2 separate regions of the Sus scrofa genome follow, and region 1 is linked to region 2. Evidence: chromatin contacts called from public Hi-C data. All regions are on one chromosome and are shown on one strand. Each heading gives the region's core, a stretch centred on a gene start, on an enhancer-like site or on the middle of the called end of the contact. The rest is flanking DNA. Distances are from core to core; before and after follow the strand shown. Region 1 overlaps GJB3 (gap junction beta-3 protein). Region 2 holds the start of TRNAU1AP (tRNA selenocysteine 1-associated protein 1).

What was found. Hi-C and Micro-C count contacts between places; a contact is called where the count stands out from the background.
Region 1: a Hi-C map of omental adipose tissue shows a contact between it and region 2, with 12 times the contacts expected there. The contact joins the enhancer-like site here to the promoter of TRNAU1AP in region 2. A contact is called at or near these places in 6 of 47 Hi-C or Micro-C datasets (embryonic fibroblasts, liver, mesenteric adipose tissue and 3 more).

What each region holds. Positions count from the first base shown.
Region 1 is chr6:91,035,282-91,040,107 of Sscrofa11.1, forward strand. GJB3 (gap junction beta-3 protein) reads left to right here. Exons shown (of 3, transcript XM_021095864.1): 3 at 649-2,266. The coding sequence starts at 683. The coding sequence ends at 1,495. Among named protein-coding and RNA genes, the nearest start is that of GJB3, 6.3 kb to the left of the region's middle. Within about 2 kb of position 3,445, at least 20 of the 83 cell types and tissues checked have an H3K27ac peak or open chromatin away from gene starts, as enhancers often do. A contact at or near this core is called in liver and omental adipose tissue, where this site is marked.
Region 2 is chr6:85,564,832-85,569,386 of Sscrofa11.1, forward strand. It overlaps TRNAU1AP (tRNA selenocysteine 1-associated protein 1), which reads left to right and starts at 2,599. Exons shown (of 8, transcript XM_005665150.3): 1 at 2,599-2,728; 2 at 3,354-3,451. The coding sequence starts at 2,702. RCC1 (regulator of chromosome condensation) reads left to right here. Exons shown (of 11, transcript XM_005665141.3): 11 at 1-1,030.

The DNA of each region.
Region 1 (4,826 bases), core at 2,195-4,694, 5.5 Mb after region 2:
GCATCTGTCAATGAGATGCATAATTTTATCTGGCTCACAGGGTCCTTATAAGGTTTAAAGGAGATCCTTCACATAAAGTGTTTAGCTCCTTGCCTGGCTCATCATAAGTGCTTAGTAAATAATAATTGTTATTATCAGCAGATGCACATTCCCTTCCTTCTGGCATACTAGCTTTGTGATTTGGGGCAGGTTACCTAACCTCTCTGTGCCTGTTTCCTCCCTGTAGCTTAGGAAGAGTAATAGTCCTGATCTCATAGGGTCCCTACAATGATCAAAGGAATCCATCCACATAAAGAATTCAAGACAGGAGTTCCCACTGTGGCTCAGCAGAAGCAAATCTGACTACCATCCATGAGGACACAGGTTCGATCCCTGGCCTTGCTCATTGAGTTAAGGATTCAGCATTGCTGTGTGCTGTGGTGCAGGTGGCAGACTTGGCTTGGATCTGGCATTGCTGTGGCTGTGGCGTAGGCTGGCAGCTACAGCTCCGATTGGACCCCTAGCCTGGGAACCTCCATGGGCCGAGGGCGCAGCCCTAAAAAGACAAAAAAAAAAAAAAAAACAAGAATTCAGAACAGCCCTTGGTTTATATAAATGCTCCATAAATGTCACCCATTCATTAACATATGGTTTTTCCTATTCTGCCAGGTGGGCACGGCCCCCAGCGCCCTCACCAGGCACCATGGACTGGAAGACACTCCAAGCCCTACTGAGTGGGGTGAACAAGTACTCCACAGCCTTCGGGCGCATCTGGCTGTCGGTGGTGTTCGTCTTCCGCGTGCTGGTGTATGTGGTGGCCGCCGAGCGTGTGTGGGGGGATGAGCAGAAGGACTTTGACTGCAACACCAAGCAGCCGGGCTGCACCAACGTTTGCTACGATGAGTTCTTCCCCATCTCCAACATCCGCCTCTGGGCCCTGCAGCTCATCTTTGTCACGTGCCCGTCGCTGCTGGTCATCCTGCACGTGGCCTACCGGGAGGAGCGGGAGCGGCGGCACCGCCAGAAGCACGGCGACCACTGCGCCAAGCTATACGACAACGCGGGCAAGAAGCACGGCGGCCTGTGGTGGACCTACCTGCTCAGCCTCATCTTCAAGCTCATCATCGAGTTCCTCTTCCTCTACCTGCTGCACACTCTGTGGTACGGCTTCGGCATGCCCCGCCTGGTCCAGTGCGCCAACGTGGCCCCCTGCCCCAACATCGTGGACTGCTACATCGCCCGGCCCACGGAGAAGAAGCTCTTCACCTACTTCATGGTGGGCGCCTCCGCCGTCTGCATCGTGCTCACCTTCTGCGAGATCTGCTACCTCATCTTCCACAGGATTGTGCGAAGCCTTCCCAAGAAGAGGACCCCCCGAGGCGGCAGCCCCCCGTCCTCTGCCAGCCGGGCCTCCACCTGCCGCTGCCACCACAAGCTGGTGGAGGCCGGGGAGCTGGGCCCAGACTCCAGTGATGACAAGGTGCAAGCTTCGGCACCCAGCCTGACCCCCATCTGACCTCGGGCGGGGGAGCAATCCTGGGGCTGCCCGAGGGGCCGGGCAGGGGGTGTTATTGTGGCGGTGGCGGGGTCCTGCAGGTGCTGGGTGCCCCCACTCTGAATTCACTAAGCTATTCAACTTCACTTTCAGCAGACTTTTTTTTGAGCGCTGGGCGCTGTGCTGTCTGCCTGGGTACAGGTCACCCCAGGCCCTGTGGCAGCCTTCCTGGCGGAGAGACACTAAAACAATCAAAGTAACAACTGCCTACAAGGGGACACTTAGAAGGCTCATAGTAGGACCTCCCCTAACCCAGGAGGGGGTGATCAGGAGAGGCTTCCGAGAGGAGGTAATGTTTGAAAGAGGTGAGAATGCTTCCTAGCGAAGAAAAGCAGGTGCAGAGGCCTGGAGGCCACGAAGAGAGTGGCTTGCTCTGAGTTGGATGCACAAGATCAAAGGGAATCTTCATTCCTCCAGATTTCTTGGGTGAAAAGGGAGGAGTCTCCCAGCAGTAGGAGGTCTGGAGGCTGAAAGTGAACCTGGGAAGAGGAGGAGGAGGCTCTCATGACACTGAGCCCTCCTGGAGACACCCAAGGACCCTCTGGGTTGCCAGGGCACTCAGAGGAAGCTCCCCTCCCCAGCCTCAGGCAGCTCTGCTCCCACCTTCCTCCCACAGTGTACTCAGTCTGGTGCCAGCCTCTCAGACCCAGCTCTCTGGGACTCCAGGTGGATGCACTGATAAGAACATTCCCAAGGCAGCTTCCTTGAAATCAATAAAGGCTGTTTGATACAGGTTGGCTCTTCTCTGTTCTCCCACAGTCCCATGACCTCCAGATCCTGAGAGGAGGGAAGGTAGCCCTCAGAAGGGGAGAGAGAGAGAAGGAGAGGGAGAGGGACATAGAGAAGAGTTCCCTTCCTGTCTCAGTGGTTAACAAACCCAACTAGGACCCATGAGGATGCGGGTTCAGTCCCTGGCCTCTGTGGGTTAAGGAGCTGGTGTTGCCCTGAGCTGTTGTGTAGGTCACAGGTGCAGCTTGGACTCCGTGTTGCTGGGGCTGGGGTGTAAGCCAGCAGCTGTGGCTCCGATTCAGCCCCTAGTCTGGGAACTTCTATGTGCCGTGGGTGCGGCCCTAAAAAACAAAAACAAAAAACAGAAGGGGAGAGAGAGCTCCAGGGCTGGAGCTGAAGTTAGGCTGGAACTGGAGTTGAGCCAGGCAGGATCTGGGCGGGAAGCTACCAGATACAGGTTGTAATTGTAGATGTGGACACAAGAGGGCGCCGTGCTCCCTCTGTAACAACACCTCTAGCCCTTTCCCGCAAGACCCTCCCTTGAGCACACACCACACTCCCTCCTTTTGTAATCCAATCACTGCCATCCACAACCCATATCCCCACCCTGTGTACACAAAATCCCTGTTATTCATACTCAGTCCTTCCGTATGCTCACAACAGGATCCTCTAAAGGCGTGCAGCCCAGCCTCGCCCAAGCCATATCCAGCTCCTAATATTTTCCCTGCACATTTTCTCCACTCCAGGCCCCTGGCAAATGCTGAGACTGCACAGGGGAGCAGGACCTGAGCCCAAGGAGCTCAGAGCCTGGGGGAGACAGAAATACACTCATCTCTTGCACTAACCAACTCTGGGCAGTTCATAGCCCCGCTCCCCGTACTATCTGATGACCTGAAATTTAGGGGACACCAACATCCACGCCAGGTCAGACTGGAAAGCAAAAGGAGGCGCAAGGCTGTACTGATCCAGAGGAACAGTGAGTAACTATCAAAGCCAAGGCCAGGAGCCAGAAATCCAGGAGGCAGTGGGCCAAGAGGCAATGCCGGCAGGGAAAGGTTGGGTCCTTGCGTCGAAAGAATGGGCTGGAGTTCACCTTTGCTCTCGTGTATGGCCATTAGTGGGGTGAATAAGCCAGCCAGGTATAAAGGGCCCAGGGCTGGGCTGATACCCTGCCTCCCAGGTTGAATCATGGCTTAAGCACTTCATGACCACAGCTGCACCTTGTGCATGCTTTTAGAACCTGGGTCTTGTCATCAGTGCAATGAGAATTGTATCAATCGGCGTCTCAACAGGAAACGGGTGGCACATTCAAACCGAGTACCTTCAAAGAATTTCCTGGAGGGACTGTTTTTAAAGGTATGGGCATAATTAAGGAAACCCATAAAGGGTACCCTGTGGCTAGTCCCAGGTAGCAATGGACAGGATTGCCACACAGGAGCTGCAAGGACGCATCCAACCACAACCACCAAATAAACACCATGACTTCACTCTCCCGTCTCCTGCTCACCTGCCAGTGGCTCCCACTGACCCAACACGACCAGAAGCCAGAGGGCAAAGGAGCCAAGAGAGATAGCCTGCCAGGGCACAGAGCAGATCCCAGGGGCAAGGGAATATATTCATCCCAGCACTCAGGACAGTACCTACTCCTAGGATTGTTGTAGAGATCAAAGGAGACGGTGGGAACACACTAGTACAGCACTAATGTATCTAGTAAATGTCTAGGCATGACCGACCATGCTTAGGAAAGTCACTGCCTGCTGCCCAGGTCACCTGGGTCAGTCCCAGCTTGCAACAGATAGTTACAAAGGTCCCAGGGAGGCGTGATTGCCACCTCTTTTCTGCCTTCCAGCAACCTCCAAGGTGATTCCTGTAGCCTGGACAAGGGTAGCTTGGAGGTCAGAGCAACCAGAGAACATGGGCTATCCCAGCACGGATGGAGCCTTGGGTCCTGGCTCCGCTTCTGCAGACTACAGATGAGAGAATATTCCAGCCCTGAGCGTCCTGCTTTGGCCTGAGAGCTGTCCATCCGTCCATCTGTCCATCCGTAGCCCTGCTGCTCATGCCTTCCACACAGCATGTGTTGTTTGCACCATCCAGAGTCTCCAGCACACATCACTGTCACCACAAGGTGGCTCTCATGTCCCCGGGGCCTTCTCTTTACACCTCCATCTCTTCTCCCATCACATGAGGATCTATCAATAGCACTTATGATAGTTGAGATTTCATACACACCTCTTCAAGTCCATGTCTACTGCAAAATGTAACAGCCACCCTGCAGTCCAAGGTAAACAGAGATTTTTTTTTTTTTTTGCTTTTTTTTTTTTTCACAGCACATGGAAGTTCCCAGGTTCGGGGTCCAATCAGAGCTTCAGCTGCCAGCCTACGCCACAGCTCCAGCAATGCCAGACCCAAGCTGTGTCTGCGACCCACACCACAGCTCATGGCAATGCCAGATCCTTAACCCACTGAGCAAGGCCAGGGATTATTTTGCATCATAACCCTGATCCAAGCCTCCTGACATGGACTGAATATGTTCCCCGGAATCCATGAGTGGAAATGCCAA
Region 2 (4,555 bases), core at 1,349-3,848:
GGATGTCAGTGACTCTTGGAAAAATGAATTATGCTGTAAAATGACTTAAAATGTATTCTGTGATTTTTTTTTCTTGAACTTTTCATTTTGATGCAGGTACTATACTGATTAGAAATTGACTTCTTAGAAGGGAAAACTCACACTTTTGATTTTAGTATTTTCTTTGTAAGAAGTACTTGTGTGTCCACTCTTCCCTCGCCCCACTCTCCCCTCAAAAAAAGTGCATTTGGATTAAGTTTACTGAAGTTTTCCCTTTTGACAATATAGCAGATTGAAAGTACCCTGTCCTTGGTAACAGCTCTTGTGGATTGAGACCTAAAACAGGCAGTGTTGAGCATTTTGCATAAAATAATAGCTCATTCAATCCTCACATCAGCCCTGTGAAATAGGAATTGCTCTTCCTCAGAAAAAAGTTCCTGAGAACTGACGAGCTTGAGGCTAAGAAGCTAGCAAGTGCACAGACTAGGCTGGATTTTTTTTTTTTTTTTTTTTTTTTTTTTTTTTTGGCTGTACCCATGGGATGTGGAAGTTCCTGGGCCAGGGATTGAACACGCATCTCATGCACCTCAGCAACCTGAGCCACAGTAGTGACAGTGCTGGGTCCTGAACCTGCTGAGCCACAGGGGAACTCCCTAGGCTGGTGATTAAATCAGCCTCCACCTGAGCCCAAAACCTCAGTTCCTTTTCCCTGTATTGGATGTAAGAGTTATAAAGCTCTCTGTAGGTGTTTACATATGTTAGAACAGTGTTGGGCACAGAGTAAATGTTCCAGAAGTCTTTGCTATTATGACCATTGCACATTTTAAAATTCCCTGTGGTTAATAATCGCCTTGTTTTTCACATGCTTAGTTTTTTGGTATAAGTATCATTAATTTAATGTCAGTGTCTATGAGAAGTAAATCTCCTTTTTTTGTGTTCAAACACATCAAATACGCTCAATTTTATCTTTTCCCCCATTCTCCTCCAACCTGAATTGGTTACCTGAAAACAAATGTAATCACCCCATATGGTTCAGCTATAAATAATGTTTACAAAGTCATAATAATGTAAGTGTTTGATATTTTGAAAAATTATAATTACAAGATGGTGAAGTGTATGTATGAGGTGCAGTCCTTAAAAAGATCTGAAACCACAAATGAAGAGAAAGTATGTTATTTAGAAATACTTGGATTTTAGGGAAAAGATTTGGAAGTGGTTGCCTTCAGGGGCAGGGATAGATGGGATAGGAGAGAACTGTTTAGTATTTATGACAAATTCAAAAATGTTTTCAGTGCCTCCCATATGCCAGACATTGTTGTGGGAATTTGATTAGAAACAACAAGGAATCCTGTCTGATGAAGCTTACATTTTAAATTAAAAATAAACACTTACAAGTCTTGCACAAGTAAAATAAATTTTAAAAATAGTAATCAAAGAGCACCCCACAAGGGCTGGCAAATTTTAGTACTCAAGAGTTATCAGTCATAATTCCAAGTCCTCCAGCTGCTGTGTTGGAGAGCTTACTGGATGCCAGGCATTAGGCCAAGTGCTTTCTCAACTTCTCAATTTCTCCATACGACAAACATGGTATGAGGTAAGCATTGCTGTTACCCACATCGCTAATAACAACAACACAATTGGAAGGGGCTGGGATTTGGGCTCCATTTGTTCAAATGTGTAGTTGAAGCACCCAACCGCTACACTACTACGGCCATGAATAGGATAAAGCTGGAAATGTGGCAACTTGGTTGAATCTCAAGACTTCAGAGTGCTTGACTTTGGGCCCCAACAACATAAGTTTGGAATATATGAACTGGCAAGGAAGGACATAAGTGGCCATCAACCCAGAAGGAGCCTGGGAAATGGATTCTCCATCAAGCGATGAGCTTCAGTGTTGGAGATGACAATCATCATCTACAGAATCTTCACATTCTGAGGAAAGGGCATCAAACTGAGGCTGAGGTCTGGGACCTTCCCAGACGAAGAGTCAAACTGTCAGGATTATCTAGCCATCGAAATCGAGTCTGCTGAAGGCCTTCTATGGCAAGTCTCTTCCTGGGAGAGGTTAGAACTTCTGGTGGTTTGGATTATTGTAGGGAACGTGAGACGCAAGAGAGTGACAAGATGGGGATTGATTTGTTTGTTGGTTGGTTAGCCCTCCCCTCCTCTCCCCTCCCACAGCCTAGTTCTATGCATGGGAATGATGGAAGGATGCCAGTCCAGCGTCAACAGAAATCCTGTCCTTTCCGTTTCGTAACCTGAGAAAAGCAGGTTGAAGGGGTGGCGGAGGCAGACCAGTGATTTGCCAGAGGTCATACATAGTTAGTGGAACTGGATCGTCCAGGCTTCCAAAAGGGATCTTTCACTTTAGGAAATATGCTTCTATTTTAAGTTTTTGCCATGAACATACACTACTTTTATAATTCTATACGTACGCGTGTGTTTAAAGCCGGAAAGAGTCCGGAGAAAGCCAGTCATTCACGCCCCCCACGGTCCCGCGCAAGGCGGTGTCTGCCCCGCCCCATCCCGCAGGCTCCGGTTCGAGACACGCCCACAGGGATCCGGAAAAACCCGGACCCGCCAGTCTGCGTTGCCTTGGGCGCCGAATTGCCGAGCGTGCGCAGAAGGCGATGGGGGCGCATGCGCCGTGGAGGCCGCAACCCCGCGGAGCGGCGTACGCGCCAGCCTCTGAGGCTCGCGTAGGCCTGGCGGGGCCTCGGGCATGGCGGCCAGCCTGTGGATGGGCGACGTGAGTTGGGGCGGCCGCCCGGTTCAGCGGAGGAGAAATATAGTGTCACGAGGGCAAAAGGGTCTGAAGAGAAGGGGTCCTCGGCTCTCAAGAGGGTGGCAGTGAATGGGGAGGGGAGTTCTCAGTGGTGCCAAAGCAAGTCCCAGCGTGTAGGTGAAGGGGCCGGGTCTGAGGGGGAGGGGTCCTCGGATCCCAAAAGGGTGGAAGAGAATGAGGAGAGTTGTTTTAGTGATGCCGAAGCAGGCCCTAGCATCTAGGTGCGGGGGCTGATTCGGAGGGGGAGGGGTCGTGGGGCCCAGCCCAGCCTGGATTCTGGGGAGGGAAAAAGGGAGGGTCTTTGCGTGGATAGAATGGGAAGAATCCCAAGGATTGAAGTGCGCCTTGGTTCGAGGACTGCAGGAATGGGGTTCCTAAATCCAAGGGGGAGGCTTCCTAAAAGGAGCAGCCTTGAAGGGAAGGAAGGCAAGAGGCTGGGAACGCCGGAGTGGATGGAAACCTCTTCACCCTCACCCTACTCCTGCCCGCAGCGTGCACCCAACCCTGGACTGAGCAGGGAGGGGCTCCGGATCCGGGAATGAGGAGCCTGGGTACTGACCTGAACTGCTCTGCTCTTATATTTGCGCAGCTGGAGCCCTACATGGATGAGAACTTCATCTCCAGAGCCTTTGCCACCATGGGAGAGACTGTGATGAGCGTCAAAATTATCCGAAATCGCCTCACTGGGTATGTTCTCTCCTCCCCTCTTGTCTTCTCAGTTCTCCCTTAGTAGATCAACTGCAGGTGTCATTCAGAAGGTAAACATCCTTCGGAGAGTCAGAGGCTTCTCACCCCTAATAATAATTATTACAGGAGTTCCCATCGTGGCGCAGTGGTTAACGAATCCGACTAGGAACCATGAGGTTGCGGGTTCGGTCCCTGCCCTTGCTCAGTGGGTTAACGATCCGGCGTTGCCGTGAGCTGTGGTGTAGGTCGCAGACGAGGCTCGGATCCCGCGTTGCTGTGGCTCTGGCGTAGGCCGGTGGCTACAGCTCCGATTAAACCCCTAGCCTGGGAACCTCCATATGCCGCGGGAGCAGCCCAAGAAATAGCAACAACAACAACAACAAAAGACAAAAAAAAAAAAAATAATAATAATTATTACAATGATATAAATTCTAACATTTCAGGGCTTATTGAGAGGAAGTATAATGTGTTGCTGACTCTGGAGCCAGAGTGGGTTTGAACGCTCTGTGTGCTGTGTGACCTTGAGCAAGTTACTCAGCCTCTCCCTGTCCTTCACCATAAAAATGGAGATAATAATAGCACCTACCTCATAGAGTTCTGATGAGGACTAAGTGCCATTAATTCCCATTCAGCATTTAGAACAGTGTTTGGCATATGGTATATGCTTGGTAAATATAAACAGATCATGATCTGCTGGGTAATAAGCATTTCAAAATCACAAAAACCCCTGAGCTAGGTACTATTATTAGAGAAGCATAGTAACTGTCTTAAAGTTACGCAGCTGTTAAATGAGAAGCCAAGACTCTAATTCAGGTCTGTTTTCAAAGCTCATGTGTGCCCATAACTCTTGTGTAAGACACTGCTACATGCCAGGGTTCTAGATTCCCAAAATATATGACTGAAACAAGCCAGATGCAGTCATTTCTCTCCTACATTCTACATTCTAACAGGGGAATGAGACTGTAAATATGTAAACAAGACAAAATGCAGAATAGATTTCCATATAATAGTGCTCTTATTTATTGCCTCCAGTTTCTTCTTTCTCTTTGAGGGTCGTAGGTTTCCTTAGGGTTCTAGTTAGAAATAACAGGATTCCTTATCAAT